2 separate regions of the Mus musculus genome follow, and region 2 is linked to region 1. Evidence: chromatin contacts called from public Hi-C data. All regions are on one chromosome and are shown on one strand. Each heading gives the region's core, a stretch centred on a gene start, on an enhancer-like site or on the middle of the called end of the contact. The rest is flanking DNA. Distances are from core to core; before and after follow the strand shown. Region 1 holds the start of Fbxo31 (F-box protein 31). Region 2 holds the start of Irf2bp2 (interferon regulatory factor 2 binding protein 2).

Region 1 (6,025 bases), core at 57-2,556:
TCTCTCTCTCTCTCACACACACACACAATAACAATAAACAGAGTAACAGAGTAATTTGTAAAAAAGAAAGAACAGTGCTCAGACAGAAGCTGAAAACAAACATCACCCATCCTGTGCGACTAAAGGTTACTACTGAGGATCTTATACAAGAAAACAAGACAAAAGACAAACAGGACGTTACATTGGGCCAACAGACATACCAGTCATGTTCAGGACTGAAGGCTTTGCATACTTATTATAAAAGCCCCTACCCAAGTCACAATCCCACTCAGACGTGGGGTAAGATTACCCCAACTTCCCACAGTGCGAAGGTAAGGGGAGACAAGCCAGAACCCTGATGTCAACCGTGAAATTACACAAGAACCCTGCAGCAGGGAGGACCTGGGGAAACCGCTTCCTCACACAGCCTGCCATCCCACAATCCCACTTGGAGAAGTGCAGGCTCACGAAGATGAACCACCCCAGAGGTTTTCACAAGATAGATGTAAATCCCCTGCATTTCTACAAAATGCACAAAGCAGTCTCCGGCGTGCTGTGGCCAGAAGACAGAAAAGGCTGAAGCCCACACACAGTCAGAGCACTAGCCTGTGTGACATGCAGGCAGTGGAATCCCTGATGTTCCCTTCACGGAACAGCAAGCCTCCAGGACACACACACACACACACACACACACACCAACAAGCCATTCAGGCTGAGTACCGTGATGTATGTACACGGACGTAAGGCCTTCAAATGGGACTGTGGCCGCTTTGCGTCCTCATTATTCCTGCACCGGGAGGGTGGGCTGTAGGTTTGGTTTAGGGGGACGGGGTCTGACATTTTTAAAAACAGGATCTCACTCTGCAGCCCTGGCCTGCTAGCTGTCTGGTTTTCTCACTCTGCAGCAGGCCTGGTTTGGAACTCCACACCATGCTCCTGCCTCGGCCAAGTGTCCGTACTAGGGGATGCACCCGCTCACCCTCGCGGCAGCGCCGTCTCCAGATGGTGTCCGTGTGCAAGATTCGGCGGAACCTGCTGCAGACCTGAGCCAGGCTGGGCAGGTCGGTGCCGGGCAGCGACGCGAAGATCTCCACGAGCAGCTCAGGCGGGAGCTCCAGCAGAGAGCAACGCGCCGGCCCCGCCTCGATGCGCTCCTCCTCGGGGTCCGTGTCCGCCTCACTGTCCGCCGCCGCAGTCTCGGCCGGGCCGCGGCGCTGCTGGCGGCGGCGGCACCCACGCGCGGGGCCCACGCCGCAGAGCCGAGCACACACCGCCATGCCCGTCACCACCGCGGAGGCGCGCACGCGGACGCGCACGCACAGCGCTCTGCGCAGGCGGCCAGGCAGCCGTAGTCCCGCTTGCAGGCTCCTCAAGCTCCACCCCAAGCGTGACCACGCCCTCCGACCCCAACCCCTCACACGCCCCCATGAAGACTCGCCCCGCCCCTAGACGCTCCCACCCTTCCAAGCCCCACCCAGACGCTTCGCCCCGCCCCTTGAGCAGTAGGCCCCGCCCTACGTGTTAGGTCCACGCCCTTGTATGGAGCCACACCCTATTTCCAGGCTCCGCCCCCAAAACGTTTGGCTAGAAACTTAGGACGCCCAGCTGCTCACTAAAAGAGGGTCGCCGGGTTCAGCTCCGGAAAGCCCCGCTCCTAGCATGACCACACCCCTCCCACAAGTCCCACCTCTGACCCCGTTTACAGGGTAGAACGAAGGGGTTTTACCTTAAGCAAGAAAACAATGCAGGATGCCCCGTGTGAGGATCGAACTCACGACCTTCAGATTATGAGACTGACGCGCTACCTACTGCGCTAACGAGGCTCCTTAGCAGCAAGCTCGCTGCCAGGGCCTTTGCACAGGTGGTGGCCTCGCCATGAACAAAATCTGGCAAGGGAAACCATAAACCAAAGCTACCGTCGCCTAGCAACACTACATCTAAACTAACTTGCCAAGATTACCTTGGTTGCAAAAGGAAAGGTCTGGTGCTCAGTGAGGTGGGAGTTCCTGGTGTCCCCAAACCTGCTCTCCAGCTCACATTGCCCCGCGCAGCACAAGGCGTCTAGAAACTTCCCTCTCAGGAAAAGAGTAGTCTGGGGTATCCTCCGCAGCTCTGCCCTTAATGACCCTATATAACAATATCGCCTATTTTTTATTATTAAAATTAACCGTTTGCGTGGCGGTCTCTCATCCCAACTTGGGGCTAGGGGATCAAGGCAGGAGGATCAGAATTACAAGGTCACTCTTGGCTACTTAGTGACTTTACGGCCAGCCTGGGCTACGTGAGACCCTGTGCCTCCTAGCAGTCCGCTCAGTAAATTATCCCAACAAGCAAACAGATATTACCTAATGCATTCGTTGATTGATTAACAATAGCATTAAGCAAAGGCTCCACTTGGTGGCCTGTAATCCTAGACCTTAGGGAGATGAGTCAGGAGGGTGGGGACTTTTCAGGACAACCTGAGCTATGCGGCAAGATTTCATGTAAAAAACAAAACAAAACAAAACAAAAAAGACTTAAATTACCTGATAATATTAACATCGTGTAAAAGTGTAGCTGAGCACACGCTGCCTCTTGTCCCCGTGTGTTAATGCCCACGGGGGAGGGTAAGCTCTTTGTGGGCATGTGGCTGAGACCCTAGACTGTCTGCTCCAAGATGAACCCTTCTGGTCTATCATTCATGGGCTGTCAATCAGCCTTCACTGAACAACTGTGAGAGGGGTGTGTGTGTGTGTGTGTGTGTGTGTGTGTGTGTAGATGCTGTAAACAAAATGCTGGCGAGTTCCGCATTGCTCATTCACTGTAAGCTATTCCCTGACCTCCTGGCCTCTCTGACTGCCCAGGTCACATTTCTCACATTCTAGCCCTGGCTTCTGTCTCACCTCCATTTGGTCCATCACCTCACTGGATTGGGGACGGGAGGGAGCGGGAGTGTGCCCTGAAGAACACAGTTCCCAATCTGTGGGGACCTCACACCCTTCTCCCCAGCTTCAAAACCACTCCTTCTAAGAAGCGTCCCATGTTGTCCCTCCGGGGACTATGCCAGAGCAAAGGTTATGGCTTATTATAAACACCAGTTGGATGTGGCAAGCAGCAGGTTGGGGGAGGGGGGTTTACTCTCCAAGCGAGCCTGTAAAATAAAAACAAACAAGGTGTCATGCTGAAGAATGAGGAACCTGAGGCCGAGAGGGAACAGAAGGTACTGGTGGTTGCATCAGCAACCTTTGCAGCTGGCAGAGGAGGCTGGGCACTACAGCGCTGGGCGTGCTTCCATTCCAAAGCGTGACACTTGCTCTGTTTACATCTTGGTCTATTGCAAATCAAAAACAAAGCCAGCCTCCGTGATGTGACGGCAAGCTCCAGTAATCCTAGCCCCATGGAGGAGAGAAGGTTAACATTAAAGTATAGGCTTAGCTAAGTTGAAAAGACTGAAAAGCAAACACTGTGTGAGCCTCCAGCTTGTCCAGGCTCTATCCCAGCAACCATTCCCCTTCGTTTTCCCAGACATTGAACACTATTCTTTCTGTTTGGTTGGTTGGCTTGGTTTTTGTGTGTTTGTTTTTCAAGACAGGGTTTCAGTGTAGCCCTGGCTGGCCTGGAACTCACACTATAGACTAGGCTGGCCTCCAAGTCAGTGATCCACCAGCCTCTGCCTCCAGAGTGCTGGGATTAAAGACGTGCGCCAGCACTGCCCAGGAAAGAGCATTCTTAAATTGTCTTCTCTTGTAAAATGTGCCATTTTAGCAAGATAGTTGGTCTTAGCCAGGTGTTGTGGCACACACCTTTAATCCCAGCACTCAGGAGGCCAGGGCAGGCAGATCTCTGTGAGTTCAAGGTCAGCCTGGTCTACAGAGTGAGTTGTAGGGCAGGCAGGGCTACACAGAAAAATCTGCCTCAGAAACAAACAAACAACAACAATAACACATAGTAGGTCATAAGGCTACCTGCTGTTTCTGCTTTTGTAATCATACTTGCTTCCTCTGCTCAAAGGAAGGCTAGGTCAACTGCAAGGCACATATGTTAGATTTATACTCTGTGTACACATACTCTGAATACATGTAATTTATGGAGTTTGCCTTTATAAGCCTCAGGTTCAGACCCAATCCCAGTCAGTCCAGATGCCAGAAATAAAAAGCCTCCTCTTATTAAAATTTATTCATGGTTCTGGCTAATCTCTAAGTTACTCCAAACAAAAACAGAAGGTGAGGCAGACAATTGCCAGGGCTACAGGTCACAGCCTGTCTCAAAAAATATGGCTTTTCTCTTGGGCCTATGGCGCCGGCAAAATGGGCAAGTGTCTTGGTCTCTGAACTGCCTGGAAGCTCGCAGTCACCGACGGGACCAGAAGTGGCATGATAAACAATACAAGAAAGCCCACTTGGGCACAGCCCTGAAGGCCAATCCGTTTGGGGTGCCTCTCATGCAAAGGGAATTGTGCTGGAAAAAGTAGGGGTTGAGGCCAAACAGCCAAACTCTGCCATCAGGAAGTGTGTCAGGGTGCAGCTCATTAAGAATGGCAAGAAGATCACAGCGTTCGTGCCCAATGATGGCTGCCTGAACTTCATTGAGGAAAATGAAGTTCTAGTTGCTGGATTTGGTTGAAAAGATCATGCTGTAGATGATATTCCTGGAGTCCGCTTTAAGGTGGTTAAAGTAGCCAATGTTTCTCTGTTGGCTCTATACAAAGGCAAGAAAGAAAGGCCAAGATCATAAAATTTGACAATGGAAACACAGTAATAAATCTTCATATTCTGAAAAAAAAATCAACAAATCTGCATGTCCATAGAGTCACTATAACAGGAACTGGGCAGAAATGGGTCAATACAGCACCTAGAGGAGCTGGGAGCTTATTAAACATCAAATAAACCAGGCAGTGGGCAGTGGTGGCCCACGCACGCCTTTAATCCCGGCACTTGGGAGGCAGAGGCAGGCGGATTTCTGAGTTCGAGGCCAGCCTGGTCTCTAGAGTGAGTTCCAGGACAGCCAGGGCTACACAGAGAAACCCTGTCTCGAAAAACCGAAAAAAAAAAAAGGTAAAATAATTTGGTTTTCCTCATTAGAAGAATTGTGTCTAGGTTCACAGTCTGACTTCAGGAACTCAGCAGCCAAAAACTGACAGACAGGGAGTGCTGTGAGTTCAAGGCCAGCCTGGTCTACACAGAGGAACCCTGTCTGGAAAAAACAAAGAAAATAAATCGGTAGGAATTTCAGCAGAACTTTAAACAAGCAAACAAAATAAGTGGTAAACCAAATATACATGACCTGTAACTCTGCATGTCAGTGGTGGAGACACTTGTGCTCAGCAAGAAGTGGATTTTCTTGGAAAGCTCAGAGAAAGGATCTTGAGGAAGTAGCATTTGTGTTCTCGTAAGTGCGCAGACCTTGAATTCAATTCCCCCCAACATCAAACTTTAAAGATGTTGATCTATTGATAAAGATGTTGATCTGTTGATAAAGATCTGTTGTTTGGGCCTCGACAGCGGCCACACCTTTAGTTCCAGCTCCCTTGGGAAAGGCAAGTGGATCTCTTTTTGGTCAAGGTCAACCTGATCTACATAGTGACCTTTTCCAGCCAGACGTACCTACTGCATCTTAGTCAGAGTTTCTTTTGCTTTGACAAAATACCAAGGCCAAAAAGTTGGAGAGGAAAGGGCTTATTCAGCTTACACTTCCAGATCTAGTTCCTTATTGGAGGAAGTCAGGACTGGAACAAGGTAGGATCCTGGAGGCAGGAGCTGACCCAGAGGCTATTTTGGGATGATGCTTTTGGGCTTGCTTCCCAGTTTGTTCAGCCTGCTTTTTTTATAGAACTCAGGACCACCATTGGAGAAACGGCACCACCCACCATGGCTGTGCCTTCCCTCATTGATCACTAATTGAGAAAAACACCTTACAGCTGGATCTCATGGAGGCATTTTCTCATCTGAGGTTCCTTCCTTTCTGATGACTCTAGCTTGTATAGAGTTGACACATAACCTGCCAGAACAGCCAGTTAAGGAGAGAGAGAGAGAGAGAGAGAGAGAGAGAGAGAGAGAGAGAGAGAGAG
Region 2 (5,359 bases), core at 482-2,981, 5.0 Mb after region 1:
CTGTGCATGGAAGAATGGATCCCTACCACCCACCCACCCACCCACCCACCCACGCGCACACACGCACGCGCGCGCGCGCACACACACACACACACACACACACACACGGGTGGGCGGGCGCTCAAACGCTGCCTCTAACCCCACGCCCTCCATCCCTTCTCCCCTCGCCCCGCAGTCGCCCCTACCTGCTTTAGACCCGTTGGCCCCGTTGGCCTCGAAACCCAACAACCTGCCTGCTGCAGTCAGAGCCGGCTCCTTCTTGAACTTGCTCTCGAAGGGCCCCGAGTGGCCGTGCTGGTGCAGCGCCAGGAGCGTGTCCCGCACCGTCTTAGGCCTGCTGGCCCAGTCCTGCTCCCCGGGCGCGCGGCCTTTGCCTGCACCCTCGGCGCTCAGCTCGCTGGCCCCGGCCGCGCTGGATAAGCTGTCGGCCGGACTCCGGTGCGCGGGCTGCGCCTTCTCCTTGCTCGGCTCGCGCGCCTCGTGCTCCGCCGCCGCGCTCGACACAGACGCCGGGCGTTTGTGGGTGCCCAACTCGGCGGGCTGAGCTCCCAGGCCCGGTGTTCCGCTCACCGCGGCCAGTGTGGCCGCAGCACGGCCGCTCAACCCCAGCGCGGCAGAACCGTTGACCAGAGGCACCAGAGTGGGCGGAACGGCGTGTGCACGCCGAGGGTTCGGGCTCTGGCGATTCAGCTCCGGCGGCTCCTCCAGTTTGGAGAACCCGTTGGGCACCAGGATGCCGTTCGCCGGCGCGGACTGCTGCGCGGCCGACTGTGGGAGGCCTGCACCCGCACGCGTGCTGAAGTCGGAGGCCAGGCGCGGGGCACGATCCGGCGCCAGCGGGTAGCGCTCCATAGCCTGAGCGCGCGCGGCCTCGGCGCCCGCGTGGCCCAGCTGCGGCGGCGGCTGCAGCAGTAGGTCCTTGGCCGACAGTGGCGGTGGCTTGGCGGCTGCGGGCTGTGCACCGGTCGGGGAGCGGCCCTCCGGGAAGCAGCCGTGAGCACGCTTCAGCTGGCGGGCCGTCTCGATGACGAACTCCACGCGGTCGGCTCCCTCGTAGTTGACGCAGCCGCGGCACACGGGCTCCGTGAAGTCCCAGATCATGGCCCAGGGCATGCGGGGCAGGTCACACAGATAGCACGACTGGCGCCGAGAGGCGGCCGCCACCGCCACCGCCGCGGCCATGTCCGCACAGCCCGCCGCGCCGCAGGAGGAGCCGGGTGAGGGGACGCCGCCGCCCCCCGTGGATCCCGCGCGCGCGCGCCGGCCGGCCCAAGCCCGCGTCTGCGCGACTAGCGGCGGCGGCGGCCGCAGGCGAGGAGGCGGCGGCGGCAGAGCCCGGGCCGGCGCGGCGCCCGCGCGGCGCCCCCGGGGCACGAGGGGCGGCGGGCGCGCGGCGGGGCGCGCCTGCAGGTCCCCACGGGCGGCGGGGCGGCGCGGCGCGCGCGGGGGCGGCGGCTCGGCCGGGGCCGCGGGCTGGGGCCTCCAGACCGGGGCAAAGACGGGCCGCGAGCGCAGCAGGTCGCGCTGGCGCCCGGGGCGCAGAGCCGCGCGAGGTACGGGGGACGCGGGGCAGCCGCCGGGGCAGCTCAGCCCGAGCGGCGGGGCATGCCGCGCGCGGCGGCGTGCAGCTCGGTCCCGGGCCCCGGCGCGGCCGCTGCACAGCACCCACTGCGCCTCAGCTCCTGCGCCGCCGCTGTTGCTGCTGCTACCGCCGCGGCCGCTCCACTTCTACAGACTTGATTCTTCGACAGCTCTGCACGGCGCCTGCGCGGCCCCCTCCCTCCCTGGCGCGCGCGGCCCCGTGCGCCCGCCCTCCTTCCCTCCCTCCCTCCCTCTGCGCTCTCTCGCGCGCCACCCTGGATTCTTCCGTTTCTCGATCGCGTGCGCGCCGGGACTGAGGCGCAGACCAGTTCACGCGGCCCTAGCGCCGCAGGTGTGCAGCTCGCGTCCCCAAGAGTCCCGTGTCACCCCGCCTACCCAGCCAGGATGCTCCAACCCATGGCCCTGTTCTTTCGATTAAATCGTGCAAACTGTTTTATTTTACATGCAATGCCACTTTATCACTTGGTTACTGGCAGCCTCCTGAGCATGGAATTTGGAGCATAGCGAGGCGCACTTTGGACTTTTCCTTGTTAGCGTCTCACTTGGCTTCAGCTGGGCGCGCGCACGCTATCAACACTCTGCCCTGTTTTGGTCGAGGAAGCAACTACACACTGCCGCTGCCCCTTTAAGTTTTACAAAAACTTAGTGCTCAGGCAGGCCCGGCCTCTTTTGCGCGTGCACTGAAAGGAGGACGCACAGGCCCGAGGCTCCTCAGGCGCCGCCGCCCAGCGTCTTATGTAGGTCTGTGCAGCGAGCGCGTGACGTGGGCAAGGGACGCTGCCACTGCGCAAACTCCACATAAGACGTGCCCAGCGCCGCGGGCCCTGGGGCCGCGCCGAGCTAGTGCACATTCCAGGGATCTGGGCTCTGCAGCGCACCGCGTCACGGCTCAGGACCCGCCCCCGGTCTCTGGCTAGTAGGCCCTGCCCCACCGCCTCCGCGGGGCCGAACTTCGAGTGGCCAACTCTGGGCGCGCGCTGTCCCCTTTGCGCCTAGGGCGTGCGCTGGCGGGTGGACTTGGCTGTCTGTTGTACCATCCGGCTTAGCCCAGTGGGCACAGACGCGCCTGGCAGCATCGCTTCGTTGTTCCCTTCCACGCTGGGCAGTGAGGGCTGCCCAGAGTGGACGGAACACCGAATTGTACACTTTGGTAGGGAGCAGGGACTGGTGTGTGCTGTCAGTGGTCGGTCAGTCAGGCTCTGATTTGAGACCTACTACTCTGAGTAAGAGCCGCTTTTGCTTTTGTGGTGAACAACGCAGGTCCACCTCTCTCCCCAAGATTGGAATGGGCTGGTTAAGTGTGGGAAGAGCAGGGTACTAAGTACATTAGCTTTCCTACAACTGGATTGGAAGGTGGAAAGGGAGGGGGGAAAAATCTGCTGACCTTTTTTTCTCCGGTGGCTGCTATTGAAAAATGCCAGGTTGCTTCAAAGAATAGCCACAAGAGGAAACACGCCCCACAGAGAAGCAGCCCAGAGAGCTGTTTAGAGCACAAGAATAAACCTGTTGGAGGTGGCACAGAAAGCTTAGCGCCAGATGCCAAGGGCGTCCACAGGCTAACCTTGAACGTCTCTCTCGGGGCTTTCCAGAGAAGGTACATCTGTGTCAAGGGCCTCCCCAGCTCCCCTTCCAGTCACAAGCCTGCCTCACCCTCTCCAAGCCTGGAATGGGGCCTACCCGGATCCATTCCCAGAAGCAGCTGGTGCCAGCTGGTTTGGGCACCTGCTCCAGGACCTGTCAGTCTGGTCACTCTCTTCCAAGACCCTGTGTCACTCATCTGAGCACGTGATTTTGACCGTGCAGAACCTGAGTGGAGGAGATGAAGCTGCCCTGACTGCAGAGTCATCTCAGTGCCCTGAGAGATGGCCCACTAGGCAGACACAGAAACATTAAAACAAAGCAGAACCTCCCTTGAAAGCCTGGCCTGATTGTACTCGGTCCACCTGCCAGCAGCCCACAATGCCCTCTCCAGGGAAAGCCGCCACTACAACCCAAAATAGAATTGCCGAGGTACATACAATGTCTGCCTTGAGAAATGCGAAGTGGAGCTTCTCCAAAAGACCGGCATTTCCTTTGTATTTCACACTGGCTTCATGTTGAAACTGAGCTGTTAGAGCTGTGCGCAGGGGGGGCGGGGGGGGGGAGCCTCCCTCCACCCCCTCCAGATGCCTGCCTGCTGGAAAATGGAAAGGCTATTTTAGATCTGGGCTGTCCTTCATAAAAAGCAACCCGGCTCCAGGGGGTTAAGGTAGGTCCTGGATCCAGGGCAGCAAACCCTTATACTGTATCAACAGCCTTTCATGATGCCTGGCCTTTCATGTAACTCCGGAGCCGGTTTTTTTTTTTTTTTTTTTTTTTTTTAATCGATGTATGCTAAGTAAACATAGCTTTGTTTCTGTCTTCCACCCACTACCCTCCCTCCCGCTGCAGACTGGAGCTGGATCCTGTCCAAAGCGGCTGCTGCTGGAGTTACAGCCTGCCTCCTCCACACACAGGAGCGGGGTTTCTAGGGTGAGGCAATGCGTCTGCAATTCGCACAGACAAGGCAGGAATTGTAATTGTAGCTCACCATGTGACGACTTATGAAAGAGGAAGTTGGTATGTTTTAGTCACGTAGACTGCCCTCTTGCTTAAGGCTCCGGGTCCTCCCAGAAGAGAGTGAGGATGAGCTTGGCTGTCCAAGAGTCAAGGTTACAGGATTGGCTGCAGCATCTGTGTGTGCATTCCTTAGTGGACAGGCAGGCAGATGCTGTGGGTTGAGGCTGGCGCTTATTCAGGACACGGGAAACTTGTGATTTGTCTTAAGAACTGAAGGAAATACTCTACAGGGAGGGGGTCTGTGGAGACTAGACGAGCAACAGTTTTCCTGACTTTAATTCCAAAGATCTCTCCTTTTAAATACAAATCTGTGTAGGGGGATGGGAAGGGATTCTAATGCTTAAGTCTGTGGGCCAAAACAGATCTCAGTCTATAACCACAACATTGGACATGAACATCAGATCTGTGACTCTCCTCCCCAGGCCTCACTGCAGCGGAGGTGAGCCCCAGGCATGCAGGAAGCCCTGTGCCCACAGACTATAGGATAGGGTGCTACAAGATCACCCATGTGGAGTTCTGCCTTCAGGACCCCAGCGGAATTATGGATGCTTTATACCATGGCATCCTAAATTTGTGAACTCCATGGATTAATGGCTCCCCCTCCGTACGGGGCAGCCTTAAGTGACAGTCATCCTGAGGACGAGGGGAACAGGCACAGTGGCTAAGCACTTGCTCCACAAGCCTGAGGGGTTGAACTAGAATCACCAGAATCCATGTAAGCCAACTACTGTGTGGCCATAATTTCAGTGTTCAGAGATAGAACTCCCCAGACGCGCAAGGACCAGCTACCTGAGGTACTAAACAAGAAAGGACAAAAGACCCCATCTCAAACAAGATGGAAGGCAAGGGTGGATAACTGAGGTTTGACTCTTACCTCCTAAAATGTGCCTGCACTCAAGTTTGCATTCTCTCTGTCTGTCTGTCTGTCTGTCTCTCTCTGTCTGTCTCTCGTCTCTCTCTCTCTGTCTCTCTGTCTGTCTCTCTCTGTCTAACGAAAATGATGTTTAAAAAAAAAAGCCATAGTAAGGTCTTCTCACCTCTGACCTCAGCTTCCATGAAGGAGAAAATAATTCCTCACATGTCATTTGCATTTCTGTGGGTGGCACTGCCCACCTTGCTGACTGGCAAGAAAGTGAGCAATGGGGAGGCGGGGATTGGG

The links. A called contact is a pair of places that touch in the nucleus more often than the background predicts.
Region 2: a Hi-C map of B cells shows a contact between it and region 1, with 5 read pairs. The contact joins the promoter of Irf2bp2 here to the promoter of Fbxo31 in region 1.

What each region holds. Positions count from the first base shown.
Region 1 is chr8:121,577,500-121,583,524 of GRCm38.p6, forward strand. It overlaps Fbxo31 (F-box protein 31), which reads right to left and starts at 1,307. Exons shown (of 9, transcript NM_133765.4): 1 at 959-1,307. The coding sequence starts at 1,256. It overlaps n-TMcat17 (a tRNA gene), which reads right to left and starts at 1,802; the gene lies at 1,730-1,802. It also overlaps the pseudogene Gm17786.
Region 2 is chr8:126,592,255-126,597,613 of GRCm38.p6, forward strand. Irf2bp2 (interferon regulatory factor 2 binding protein 2) reads right to left here and starts at 1,732. Exons shown (of 2, transcript NM_001164598.2): 1 at 186-1,732. The coding sequence starts at 1,182. Gm31546 (a long non-coding RNA gene) reads right to left here and starts at 3,914. Exons shown (of 2, transcript XR_388210.1): 1 at 3,621-3,914; 2 at 2,011-3,408.